Linked DNA regions of Mus musculus: region 2 is linked to region 1. A link is a contact called in public Hi-C data. All regions are on one chromosome and are shown on one strand. Each heading gives the region's core, a stretch centred on a gene start, on an enhancer-like site or on the middle of the called end of the contact. The rest is flanking DNA. Distances are from core to core; before and after follow the strand shown. Region 1 holds the start of Cmtr2 (cap methyltransferase 2). Region 2 holds the start of 1700030J22Rik (RIKEN cDNA 1700030J22 gene).

Region 1 (6,668 bases), core at 2,629-5,128:
CAGCTTCGCAGTAATGCAAAGACGACACTAAGGCTTCCTGTTCACCTGGGTTTCCTTGGCAATCGAAGCTGCCATCAGCCGTGACCAAGTGAATGGGAGACATGCCGCTGAGGAAGTCCTGAAGCCCGGTCAGATATTTCAGGGTCATGATATCACCGGTATTATCTGGGCCGAAGTACCAGCAGTGCAAGGTATTTGCCATCAGCCGGTCATCCGTAATCATCCTAAGATTGTCGTTTGCCTCGTGGTATGGATTCAGGCTGTTCGCCACCCAGCTCCATTCACAGGGGAACCGGTGAGATTTTAAGTAATGGTTGAGGCTAGCGATGAAGGCGCCCGGAGCTTCACACAGGTGCAGAGAATTCAGTCTTCCACTCTGAAAAGCTTCCTGCGGAATGAGGGGGAAACTGCACAGGATCTCCTGGAATTTGCACCAGGCCTGAGTGCAGAGTTCCGCGTTCACGGCCTTTTTGACATGAGAGATGATTTTGCCTGCCTTGTTGGTGAAGGCCGTGTGCCTGTGCCACTCGTCCAGCTTCTTATCGCTCAGGAGGTTCTTCACTTCGTTCAGGGAGTTCTTCAAGTCTAGAAGAGCCCTGAACTCGAGGTGCCCACAGGAGAAGCTCTCCGTGGGAGCTGGTAACTGCCACTCATTATCGAGTGGCTTACGGTAGGAAAAGCTCTTGGCAAAGAGCTCAGACACGTCATTGAGGACGTCTGGGCTGAAGGTCTCCAAGCAAGCTGGCTGCCGAGCCGGAAGCTTTCTGCGCTTGCTCATTGTCAAACTGAGTTAAAAATCTGAGAAGACAAAACGGAAGGTTACAAGGGTCACCTTTATAGTGAGTGAAACAGCATTGCAGAAAATCTGATCACACTTCAACAAACCCAGTACAATGTGAAGGCCGATGTCAGCACACTGTTACAAAGCAAAGCAACACGGAATAAAGGGGAGAGGCCTAGACAGCCATCAGTCCTCAGCATAAATTCCAGCTCTGCTCCTTACAGTTTAATCAATGTCCTGGAAAATATGTTTTATTCTGGGGCTCAATGTTTTTCTTATTTTCAAATACTGGTCTTTCAAATGATTTTTTTAAAGAGGTGGCACCTAACAGTATTTAGCAGGGAGTGGCAGCTTTTGCCATAGCAACTCACCTGGCTCCTCCCCAAAGCTCTCTGTTCTCAGATTAGACACAACCCATGTACCGTAAACACATGAACATCCTTCCACTTCATCCTCAAACGTGACTGCAAATCAAACTCCTTTTGGCACTTATAATTAATTCCCTTTGTAACCCACCTTCCCGGCTGGAGGGTGTCTGATCATCTGAGACTGGTCTGGCCAAGCCTCTCTGTTGCCAGCAACTTAGCCAACTTACAAGGCTTGCTTTATACACTTTGATGACATTTCACTGAGACAGGTACCTTGGTGGTATCAATCATCCATGTAAGCCATCACCTACTATTCATAGCTAGAGTTTGGATCTGAAATACTGCCCCAAAACCCTCTAGAGAAAAGTTCGGTTCCCAGTTCATGATGCTACTTGGAGCAGGGGGACCCTTTAAGAGGTGGAGCCTAATGGAAGGAAGTTAGGTTACTGAGTAGCTATTAGGACCCCTGTCCTCCATGTCCTTTCCTGGCTGCCACCAGGTGAAAAGTCCTTTTTCTTTGTGCACTCTCCATCATGTACTGCCTCACCATAGGGCCAACGGCAATGAGCTAACTGACCACCAATTGAAACTTCTGAAACCATGAGCCAGAATAAGCCCTTCTCTTCCTACATTGCTTATTGTAGGGGTTTTGTTAGAGTGAAGTAGAGCTAATAAATAAATGTAGACAAAACAAAACCCCTAACAACAGCATCAACAACAAAACCCTTAACTGCCTAGGAAACTAGAAACATCTATCTTGGCAGAACAGAGGCTAAGGTAAAGAAAGATGGCACTGCTGGAGAGCTCTAAATTCCACCATGTGGAACGCTGAGTGTCATATGTCACCCGATGGTGAGGAGTGCTTAAGTTTTCAGTTCATGCTCTGCAATCATGTCATAGTCAATTCATCCAATAAATGGTTAGACATAAAACGTCAGACATAGAAAAACTGACAACTAAATCCCCATCCTACAGAAAGCAGACATTCAAGGTGAAAATCGTGAGTCAGGCGCGCTCCTTTGTACGCTGAGCAAGATGAACTCAAAGGAAATCTAAACTGAGAAATAAAGGTTAGCTATGACCATAATGACATCATGACATTGGTGCTTCCTGAGTCCTGTCCTCTTAGCAAACCTTCCCATCCCTTTTCATCCTGTATTTTATCCTGTGTTCATCTGGTGTACAGGTTGGTAAGCTCCTTAAAGCAGTGGGTACCTTTTTTAATCATCTTGTTTGTCACAACTACTTACGAGTCCCACGTGAGTAGAGATTTACTGTCACAAACAGCAACATCATTTAACAGTTAGAAACTGTATTTAGAAAAGCTCTTAGGGGGAGGCAAAAGCAGGGCATTTCTGCACGCACAAAAACTCTACGTAAGAGCAAACAGAAAATTTACTACAATGAGCTCATCTGTCTTGATCCACGCTGTGCTTACTGGGAACCGCAGCTACATTTAGACCTCCAATACATTCTATTTTGGGGGGAAAAAAAAAGTCTACTTTTAGTCATTAACTTCACATACTAATTAGTGGCTGTGGTTAAGCTGTGAAATCTTACCGAAATTAAGTGGATAATTGCCTTCACTTGCAAACAACTAAAAGGATTCAAACGCTCCAAGGTTCCTGACTGTACTTGAGCCTTGCTGCCAACTCATTCTTAATATTACCGCCCCCTTATCCATTCCACTCCAGCCACACAAGCCTGCTGTTCACTGAAGACCCAGGCCACACCACGTTGGAACACTTTGCTCAATACTAAGAGGCAAGCTCTACCTGGGCTTTACTCCCCCAAGTATCTATCTAGCTAATCCCCTCAGCTCCTCCTGGTATTTGCTGGAAGGCACTTTACTCTGTGAAGCCTATCCTAACACACTTATTTTGAAATTGCATCTCGGGCTCCCCATGGCCCTTACCTCACTTTCTCCCACGGCATTCATGTTTATCACTTATTTCTTTTCCCCTGTGTTCTGTTTGTGACTTGTCGTTCTCAACTTCCTCAAACCAGAATGTAAGCTCCGCACTTCTGCAGGACAGTTATCTTTTATTTTGCTCACTTACATGCCACCCCAAAAGGTTCCAACAGTGGCTGGTGGGCACTTAAGTACACTAACATTAACTGGATAAATGGACGAATATTACACTTAGCCCAAAAGACAAAGCTCTGAACAGAATAATGCATTTCAATTTCACCCTAGCATTTCAATGTACGACTTAAAAACAAAAAAAATTTCAATTAAATGCATAAAATTTTTTTTCAACTAAATGCATGCCGTTTCCAAAGTGCATGTGAGGCTGATGAGTATCAACTGTATTATTTTGCAGGCTCCAAGTGGAAGACAGGAAGCTTCCTGTCCAAAGCCACAAGGAAATGATTATAAAATTTGTAAGTCCAACACCAAAGCCTTTAAGTTCTCAACAGCTGTCAGGTCTAAGTGAGCATAGGGAGTGTTAGCAATGGTCCCGCCAACTTTTCCTAGGAAATAAAAACACTGGGGCATGTGCAGTGCTCACACTGGGTCCTGGGACAGCCACCTCTCAAACACTCATTTGAGCAGCCCCGCCCCTTGCCCGCAGCGAACCGTCCGGGAACTGTCACTCACCGAGAAGCCGGGTCCGCATTCCTTCAGCCCACGCCCACCAGAGCCCCTCGAGCAGGAGCAGAGTAGCACCGCACACGCGGTCCTCACTCTAACGAGCCACCTGCCACTTCCGCTCCCGGGAACAGCTTCCGGGGGTGGCGTCTCCTCTGCGTACTTGGCAACCGGGTCGCGGACAAAGAGGAGGGAGCGCCTGGAAGACCGCCCGGACCTGCGCACGCGCAACTGGAGCCAGATCCTCCTCCAGACCACGCCCCCACCGGCTGCGAGGCTCTGACAGCCACACTGCACAGGCGCCTTCCGGGAGGCCTATCGTCACGCGCATCGACGTCACTCGGGAGGGTGGCAACTCCTGGAGCTGAGCTCTGGTGCGGAGAAACTTGTCCGTCTCAGCGGGTCGCCATGGCAACGGAACTGGGCTTTGGTACCCGAAGGTTTACCCTGGATAGATAGATGCTAGTTCCTAGGAGAGACTGCATTAAAATTGAAGCTCAATGGATAACTTGAGTGCAAAACCAAATTAAAGAAACGGAAGTATCATCACTTGGTGTGTTTACATATTAATAAACCAAGGAAAAAGAAAACCACCCGGTGTAGTGCCACAAGCCTTTGATCCCAGCTCTCATGAGCCAGAGGGAAACAGATCTCTGAGTTCTAAGTCACTCTGGTCTACATAGAGAGTTCCATGTCAGCCAGGGATACCAGAGGATGGACTCTCAGGCCTGGGACTCTCTAGTTAGGTTAGACTGTCCAGCTAGTCACTGGTATCCACCTGTCTCCACCTCCCCAGCTGTGGGGTAGCCACAGCTGCTGTGCGTTTATAAGTGTAACAGCCATCCTTTTTAGAGGAAAGCGCTTCACAGCACTTCCCTCATCCTCTCGCTCTCCCACTCTTTTCACCCACTCTTCTGCACTCCCCTTCCCTGAGCAGGTGTTATGTAGATGGCCTGTCTATGGCTGAGCTGTCAGTCACTTCTCAGAACTTTGACAGAGATGAGGGAAGAGCACCGTATTCAGAAGGCAGTTTGGCAACTTGACCATTTAGAGAAAAAAAAAAAAATCAGTGGACTCTCCCTTAGAGCCCACGATTTGTTAGTTATGGGTTTGGGCCATAACTAATACAAGGCATGAATTCCTCTTGTGGAGCAGGCAAATACCTACTGAATATTTTAGAAAAGCTCCCTTAAGTTCCTTCCTAGTCTTCCACCCTCAAGAAGCAGCTATCACTGTATTTCCCATCACCCTAATTTAGATGATCTGGTCTAGAATTTCACATAATTCAATCATTACACTTTGACTCTTCTCAGCCTCTCCCTGTTCAATTTATTATTTAAAATGTTTTCATCTGTATTGTCTTGTGTCTTTAAAATTTATATTGCAAGGGGTTTGTCATTCTGTGGGTTGACTTTAATCAGTTCTTCTACTGAAGGCTGACTGTTTAGTTTCTAGACTGGTGATATTACGAATGGACCTGTTTGGGGACTTTCTAATATGTTGTTGTAAGCATATGTTTTCATTATTCTTGTGTGACTTAGATGTGGAGGAACTGAGTCATCCAGCAGGCATAGCGACCAAGAGGAGAGAATAATCGCAGCTGCTGTGTGTGTAACTTCTTAAATCTTCCCCAGAGTTCTGAGTGTGTGTAACTTCTTAAGACTTCCCCAGATTTCTGAAGTGTTCCACCGTTTTGTAGTCCTACCCATAATGCAACTTTTTGGCATTGTCTTTTCATTTTAGCCGTTGGAGAGACTCTGTTGCTTTCTAAATGGGATTCTTTGAGACTTTCATACATATGTACAATATGTTTTGATCACCCTCCTCCTCTTCCAACTCCCCCCTCCCCATTTCATACAATGTTCTTTACTTTCTTTTTTTTGTAGCTCACTGATTCCAATTAGAGCAGATAGTATGTGCATAGGACCATCCACTAGAGCATGGGTGACCTACAAGGTGCCACCTTCCTGATAATAAATATTAGTTTAAAATGTCAATATATGAATGCTGTTCTTTTGTGGAACCCAGGAGTATGTGAGGAATTTGTAATCTGTTAGATGAAATTACCGTGTTTATAAATACTGTCATGAACACTCCAAACAGCAAAGGATGTAGGGAGTCTTCCCTGGGTAAAATGGTCACTACACAAACGGTGACCATAAAACCTTTGCTGAAGAACTGTGGGGCTTTTGCACTGTTAGTTCTCTTAATTACATGACATAAATACACTTACCGTTTCCGTTTTAGGAACAGAATGCAGGCTGAGAACAATCTGACAATTCGCTGAAAGTTATGTCATCACCAGGCAGCAGAGTCAGGGTGTGAACTTGAGTCTGCCTGAATCCAAATTGCTGCCAGCTGTGCCAAGCCATCTCCATCATTCCCATTCAGACTCAGAAAGGTGTATCGGCAGCGGCAATAGTTGTTAAAGGAAGATGAATGGCATGCGTGTTAGAAAAGCAAGAGAGTGGGCTGTTGAAAAGGTTTTAGGAAAGACAAAGTGATCCAGATGTGTGAAGCGGATACATGACGCCTGCCTCTCACTACACTGCCTGCCTCTGACTTACTGCAGCATCTGCCTTTGACTGCACTGCCTGCCTCTGGAGCCCTTGCCCCTAACTGGACTGCCTTGTCTAGCCTCAATAGAAGAGACACGCCTAGTCCTACTGCAGTTTGCTATACCAAGGCTGATTGCTATCCATGGGAGGCCTCCTCTTTTCGGAGGAGAGAGGGAGAAGGGGTGGATGGAGGGAGGGGAGAAGGAGGGACTGAGAGGAGAGAAGGGAGGGGAAGCTTCAATCCAGATGTAAAGTAAATAAATAATTAATTTTTTTTTTTAAAAAGAAAAGTAACACACAAAAGGAAATTAGAGTAAAACTAATAACCAACTTGGCTCCTGTAACGTTGGGTAGAATGTCTACAATGT
Region 2 (6,492 bases), core at 3,153-5,652, 6.8 Mb before region 1:
AGTTCGAGGCCAGCCTGGTCTACAGAGTGAGTTCCAGGACAGCCAGAGCTACACAGAGAAACCTTGTCTTGAAAAACCAAAAAAAAAAAACCAAACAAAAACATTTATGTGCAGGTGCTCTTAACTGCCTAGCCATCATCTCTTCGGCCCCAAGGTTTTATTTTAAAATACTTTAATTAAAGTTATTTGAGCTGGTCATGGTGGTGTGCACACTTACCTTTAATCCCACTCCCCCTCTGCAGGGAGGCAGAGGCAGGTGGATGTCTGAGTTCAAGGCCAAGCCTGGTCTACAAAGTGAATTCCAGGACAGCTGTTTCTATATAGGGATATTTGAGTGTGGGGGTCTTTAGTGGTCAGAGGAGGACACTGAATTCCCTGGAGCTAGAGTTATAGGTTGTAAGTCACCTGATACCAATGCTCAAAACCAAACTTGGGTCCCGTGCTACAGCGGTATGCTCTCTTAAAAACGGAGCCATCCTTACTCCAGCCCACTAAAGTCTTAGAGCTAAATTTATTGAAGAAAGAATGGATTTATGTTAGGATAACAACATCACTTAAATGAGGGCACTGTATTAATTTTGAATGAATTTGACTTTAAAAGGCAATGTGAACTGAGGTTCTGTTTTGGGTACAGGTTGGCTGATCAAGATGACACTGAGTGACCCTTCAGAGATGGATGAATTGATGAGTGAAGAAGCATATGAGAAATATGTGAAGTCCATTGAGGAGTGACCATGGCACCCCTCTACTCCCAGATCAAACTGGATGTGACGTGCTCCAGCATGCTTGTCTTAAACTAGTGGAGAATAGAGGACTTGAAATAACTTAGCAATACTGATGGAAAGAAACTGTTCTTGACAGTGCTACTTAAGAGCCACCCCCAACTTCCTAAAGGATGCAGATAAACACAGTGTACAGGTTTTTGATAATTGCCATACTAAGTATTTAGACTAGGGGTTAAGCCCTGGTGTTTAGAATTCTGAGGATCGTCTGCTGTGAAACGTGGTTATGAGGCTGGTTTTGGTGACGGACCACCTTCTAATCCCAGCACGCAACAGGCAGATGTTAGTTAGTTCAAGGTCGGTCTACACAACAAGTTCTAGACCAGCCACAGCTACATGGCGAGACCCTACCTACTGGGTATAAGACTTTCATAATTCAAGATAATAGTGGTGTATCTTAGATAATTTTGTTACTTGCCCATATCCACCACTGGATTTGGGTCAGAGATTAGTGTCTTCTCATTGGGAATGCAAGGAAGTGTTGTACAGTGTCAGAGGCAGGAGAGTACTGTCTTTGTTTCACCATGTGCTGTGTTGACTGTTGTTTTCCCACCGTGAAGCACCGGCTTTGCAACACTGCGAAACAAATAAAACATTCATCCTCTTTGTTGATTGTGATTTTTATTTGGATATTAATGTTTTACTTAGTGACTGCTAGTTTTAGAAGGGTTGATTTTAATTATAGGATGTTCCAGTGTCTGGTGCTAGGTATACCACTGAGGTGTACTGTGCCTAACCATGTGAAATGATTAAAGAGAAAAAAAAATAGAAGTCTGGTGTGGTGGTGCACGCCTTTAATTCAGGAGGCAGAGGCAGGCGGATTTCTGAGTTCCAGGACAGTCAGGGCTACACAGAGAAACCCTGTCTTGAAAAACCAAAAAAAGGAAAGGAAAAAAGAAAAGAAAAAAAAAAAGAAATTAGGCCAGGGGCTAGAGGGGTCAGTGGTTAGGAGGGCTTGCTGTTCCTGCTTCTTGCAGACAACCTGGGGGTTGTTTCCAGCACCCATGTGGTAGCTCAAAACCATCCCTAACTCCAGTTCCAGGGGATCTGATGCCTTCTATTTCTGAAGGAATCACAGGCACATAAGATGCTCAAGCTCAGGGCGAGGTTTACCCATGGTTCTCTGTGTGCATTGACCTTTAGAGAGGGGAATAGGTGTCAACTGGTCAGCAGTGCACACGGTGTGTCTGCACATGGTCAACAGTGCACAAGGTGTGTCTGAACTTCCATCCTGTTCAGGTTTCTATTTAGTAGCCATAGACACTAGAACTTTCTGAAACTGGCTTAAACTGTTGTTTACAACTCAAGTGCACTTACTGCCACCGTAGTTTCTGAAAGCTGATATGGCGCACTCTAACGTCAACTATAAAAATGCTGACTGGGAGTTTGGGATTACACATGCACACTGATATGAATGTATAACTGGCTTGGTGTCTCCCAACACTTAGAAGGTGGAGACCAGAAGGTCAGGAGTTCAAGGTCATCTTTTAGCTACAGATCCCATGGCCAGCCTGGGCTCAGATGAGCTCAAATAAAAACAAACTCCACTACCAAACCAAACCCCTCGGTGACACCCCCCACCCTCTCAAGGAAAGTGGGTAGACTGCTCTAGCATATCTCCTCGGACTACAGCATGCAATTCTATACTTATTTGCTTTAGCCTGGCTCTCATGTAGTCCAGGCTGAACTGGAGGGTAGAGAGTCAAGGACCACCTTGACTCCAGAGTTTCCTGCTTTCAACTTCCATGGGCTGGACTAAAGGCATGCACCACCACACCTGGCATACTTTCTTTCTTTGCCATTTTTTCTTTAGTCTTTGTCTATTTTCTTAACATCTTTGAATGTTTTCAAAGAATTAAAACCTCAGAAATATAGTAGGGGGAAGGGGGGGCTGGTGATGGAGAGATGGTTTAGTGGTCAAAAGCTCTGGCTGCCCTTCCAAAAGACCTGGGTTCAGTTCCCAGGATCTGCATGGATGTTTATGAATGCCTCTAACACCAGTTCCAAAGTATCCGATCCCGCTTTTAACCGCCATGGACACCAGGCATGGAAGTAGTGCACCGACACACATTCATCCAGAATGCCAATACACTTAAAAAATAATTAAAGTTAAAAAAAAAAATTGTTCACAAGGTATTAAATCGTAAAACTCCACAAAACAAAGCAACACTTTGGAGGCTGACTATGTTGGGTTTTAGTAGAACCACTAGAGGGCGCCCCACACAGTATCTGGTATGAAAAAGACCAGTGGTATGGAACTGCAGACTCTGCTGCAGCAGACTGGAAAATTTGACCTGCCCCCTTCCCCACCCCCACTTCTGAGCTTTTCTGTGGCTGTTGAAAAGACTTGTCTACCTTCGGTTGTAAAGATCATGGTTGAGTGGCCAGGTCTGGTGGCATGTGCTTGTAATTCCAGCATTCAGAGACAGAAGGAAGCTGTTGGAGGCCAGACTAGACGTCATAGTGAAAGCCTACCTCAAAACACCGAGGAACGGAGACACATCTTGGTGACAGACTCGCTGTCTAGCAGGCGAACCTAGAAAACAATGAAAGAGTGTGTCTTTATGACTGTCCAGTATGAACATGGTGTACATACATATACACAGGCAGAACACTCATACGCATAAATCCAAAAATACATAGAAAATTTTAGAAATATGTGTCATAGCCCATTAGATACGCTGGTATAGCAATATAATTACAATATCTATCATATATGCTTGTTAAAGTATTTCCCTCATATATATGGGGGAAATAACAAATATTCACAGTCTAGAAGAGGACTTTGTTCCAACTTCATGTGTCATATACATCACATCTTTAGAGGCCGTTAATGCTATAAATCTATGCTATCGATTGTATATATGCTATACTGTATATATATTATATAATGCTATAAGTGTAAAAAGTAGTAATTCTTAGCCATTTTTTCCAAAAGCCTTTGACTCAGCCTGCTTTTGGAGACTTGTTTTCTTAATACTTTTTAAACCAGAAAGCAAAGGGACCTTGGAACTAGACATGAGTTGGGCACCAAGGGCAGCATAGTGGAGAAGTGGGCGGCCCCCTCGCGAGAAACTGCTGCTTCTGCCCCACTAAAGTGGGCAGCACCAAAAAGAACAAAACCAGAAATCCTTCCTGTCAGCAGGTGTGGAAGCCCACGCCCTCGATCCCTTCAATGTTGATTTAGGACATCGAGGAAGGAGGGTTGCCATGAGTTCGAGACCGCACCAGGCTACAAAACAAGGAAGACTCGGTCTCAAAATTATGCAACTAGGAATGAGTCGTCCCGCGAAGTTCTGCTCTCGCTTTCAACACGGGATCCCAAGAAGGAAGGGACGATTCTGCCCAAAGGAAGAAGTGGCCAAATCTCCAGACACTGTTTGTGTGGCCTCTGAGGCATTCCTTCTAGAAGGCAAAAGGCTGTTGCAGCGCAACTTGGCCGCCCAACGTCGCCAGTGCCTGCGAAGCTCTCGAAGCGTCTGGCAACGCGGCACCTAGCAACCACGCACAGAGCGACGGGAATGCTCCTTAGCCCCGCCCTCAGAGGGGACTCCGCCCTTGAGCTGGTTTGTTGCGGGGTTACGTCACTTCCGGCATGCCTGCACCTAGGCCCGCCTCCGACGCGGCCGTAACCTAGGGCAACAGCCCGGCTCTTGGGGGCCGCGACTTGCCGCTCCGGACCTTCCTTACCTCGCGGCCCCGTAGGAGCGTCTGAGTGGCTGTGGCCACGTCCTCACCCCGGGGAACACTCCCTAGACACTTCACGGGCGGCAGAGCCGCGGAAGGAAGCAATCTTCAGGGTGGGTAAGCGAGACGAAGATGGGGTACGGTTCTGGGGTAGCCTGGACTGGGCGGGGCCTAGGGAGCCGCTTGGGCCTCAGGGAGGAGCCGTTTGATAGGCGTGGTCTGTGGGGGCGTGGTTGAGGTTTCAATGGAAGGAGCTTGATGCAGCCCTCTTGATCTTCTGAAGGAAGGGTAAACTCTCAGCTTGTAGCGTGTAGGGAGCCTCTTGGAGGGAGGGAAGGAACTTATGCGGCATGAAGGAGTGTGCAGGGACTATTAGTAAAAGGGAGAAACCAGGTGGGAAGGCGTGGGCGCGAGATTCCGTCTGCCGTGAGCCTTGGGAGCCCTCAGAAGGCCATCCTTTCAGGACCCAGCCCTTAGTGAATTCAGAGAGCCGGAAAAAAAGGGGCGGAATGAAACCCCGTCCAAAACAGAAATCTAGAACCTAGGCAAAAATGAAAAAGGGCACGAGTTGGAAATGGTTGACATAGAAATGGCACACGCCCTACCCTGCAAGTGGAATTATTGGCTGTTGTAAGTTGCTATGTGGGTGCCAGGAACGAACGTGGGTCTTTGGCAAGAGTAGCAAGTGCTCTTAACTGCTGAGCCATTTCTCCAGCCCTCAGTCACCTTATTTTTATTTATTTATTTATTTATTTTTTTTTTTTTGAGACATGTTCTCTCGCTGAACCCAGAGTTCACTGATTTGGCTAGCCTGGCTAGCTGGCAAGCTCTAGGAATCCTCCTGTCTCTGCTTCCTGGCGCTGGAATTAAAGGCTTTCATTCATTATAGCAATTGGCTTTTTGTGTGGGTACTGGGGCCCTTAACTCTGTTTTCTCTACCTGTGTGGCAAGCACTGTATGACGGAGCCATCTTCTTTCTCAAGCCCATTCGAGAAGAAATGCATGGGCTTGTAAGCCAGGAAGCCTAACCTGAAAATGGTAAGCTTCAGGCTCACTGAGAAACTGTCTCAAGGGACTAAGGCAGGTGAGGAAGAGAGCAGGGGTACCTGATGTGCACACCATGTGTGTAAAAACACGAGTTTAAGAAAATGGAAAAATATGGGCTGGAAAGATAGCTAAGGAGTTTAAGAGCACTGGCTGCTCTTGCAGAGGGCCCAGGTTCAATACCCAGAACCTACATGGTAGCTCATGACTAACTCGAGTTCAGAGGATCCAATGCTCTTCTCTGGTCTCCTAGCATGCAGGGCTCGCAGCCTGCGGTACACAGACATGCTGGCAAAACATCCATACATATAAAAAAAATTTTTAAATAAGGAAAGAAAGGTAGCAATACAGACCTCCTGCATTCTAACAGAACAGTAAATTGGTATATAATTTGTGAGAAATCACAAGCGAGCCATTTAAGTACTTGGCTTAATCCCAGCACTTAAGAAACAGAGGCAGAGCCGGGCATTGTGGCGCATGCCTTTAATCCCAGCACTTGGGAGGCAGAGGCAGGCAGATTTCTGAGTTCGAGGCCAGCCTGGTCTACAAAGTGAGTTCCAGGACAACCAGGGCTACACAGAGAAACCCTGTCTCAAAAAACAAAACAAAACAAAATAAAAAAACAAAAAAAGAAGCAGAGCCAGAAGGATTGCTCCAAGTTTAAGGCCAGCTCTGTCTCAAAACACATTAGAGCGGCTGGAGAGATGGCTCAGTGGTTAAGAGCACTTGTTTTGCAGAGAACCCAAGGTTTGATTCCCAGCAACTACGTGGTGGCTCTCAGTTGTCTGTTATTCTAATGCTGTCTTCTGGTCTCTGAAGTACAAGGCACACATGGAGTGTACATATGTAGGCAAAACACTCATACACACAACACAGATAAACCTAATACAATTTAATTTGTTTGTATTTCTTAAGTGTTCACCTGTATGTGTGTGTGTGTGTAGCACATATATGCAATGCTGCCAAGGGAGGGAATCAG

What was found. A called contact is a pair of places that touch in the nucleus more often than the background predicts.
Region 2: a contact with region 1 is called in a Hi-C map of muscle stem cells, with 6 times the contacts expected there. The contact joins the promoter of 1700030J22Rik here to the promoter of Cmtr2 in region 1.

Annotation. Positions count from the first base shown.
Region 1 is chr8:110,215,170-110,221,837 of GRCm38.p6, reverse strand. It overlaps Cmtr2 (cap methyltransferase 2), which reads right to left and starts at 3,878. Exons shown (of 2, transcript NM_146215.4): 1 at 3,752-3,878; 2 at 1-798. The coding sequence starts at 778.
Region 2 is chr8:116,976,869-116,983,360 of GRCm38.p6, reverse strand. 1700030J22Rik (RIKEN cDNA 1700030J22 gene) reads left to right here and starts at 4,402. Exons shown (of 3, transcript NM_027103.3): 1 at 4,402-4,582. It overlaps Gcsh (glycine cleavage system protein H (aminomethyl carrier)), which reads left to right. Exons shown (of 5, transcript NM_026572.4): 5 at 635-1,394. The coding sequence ends at 732.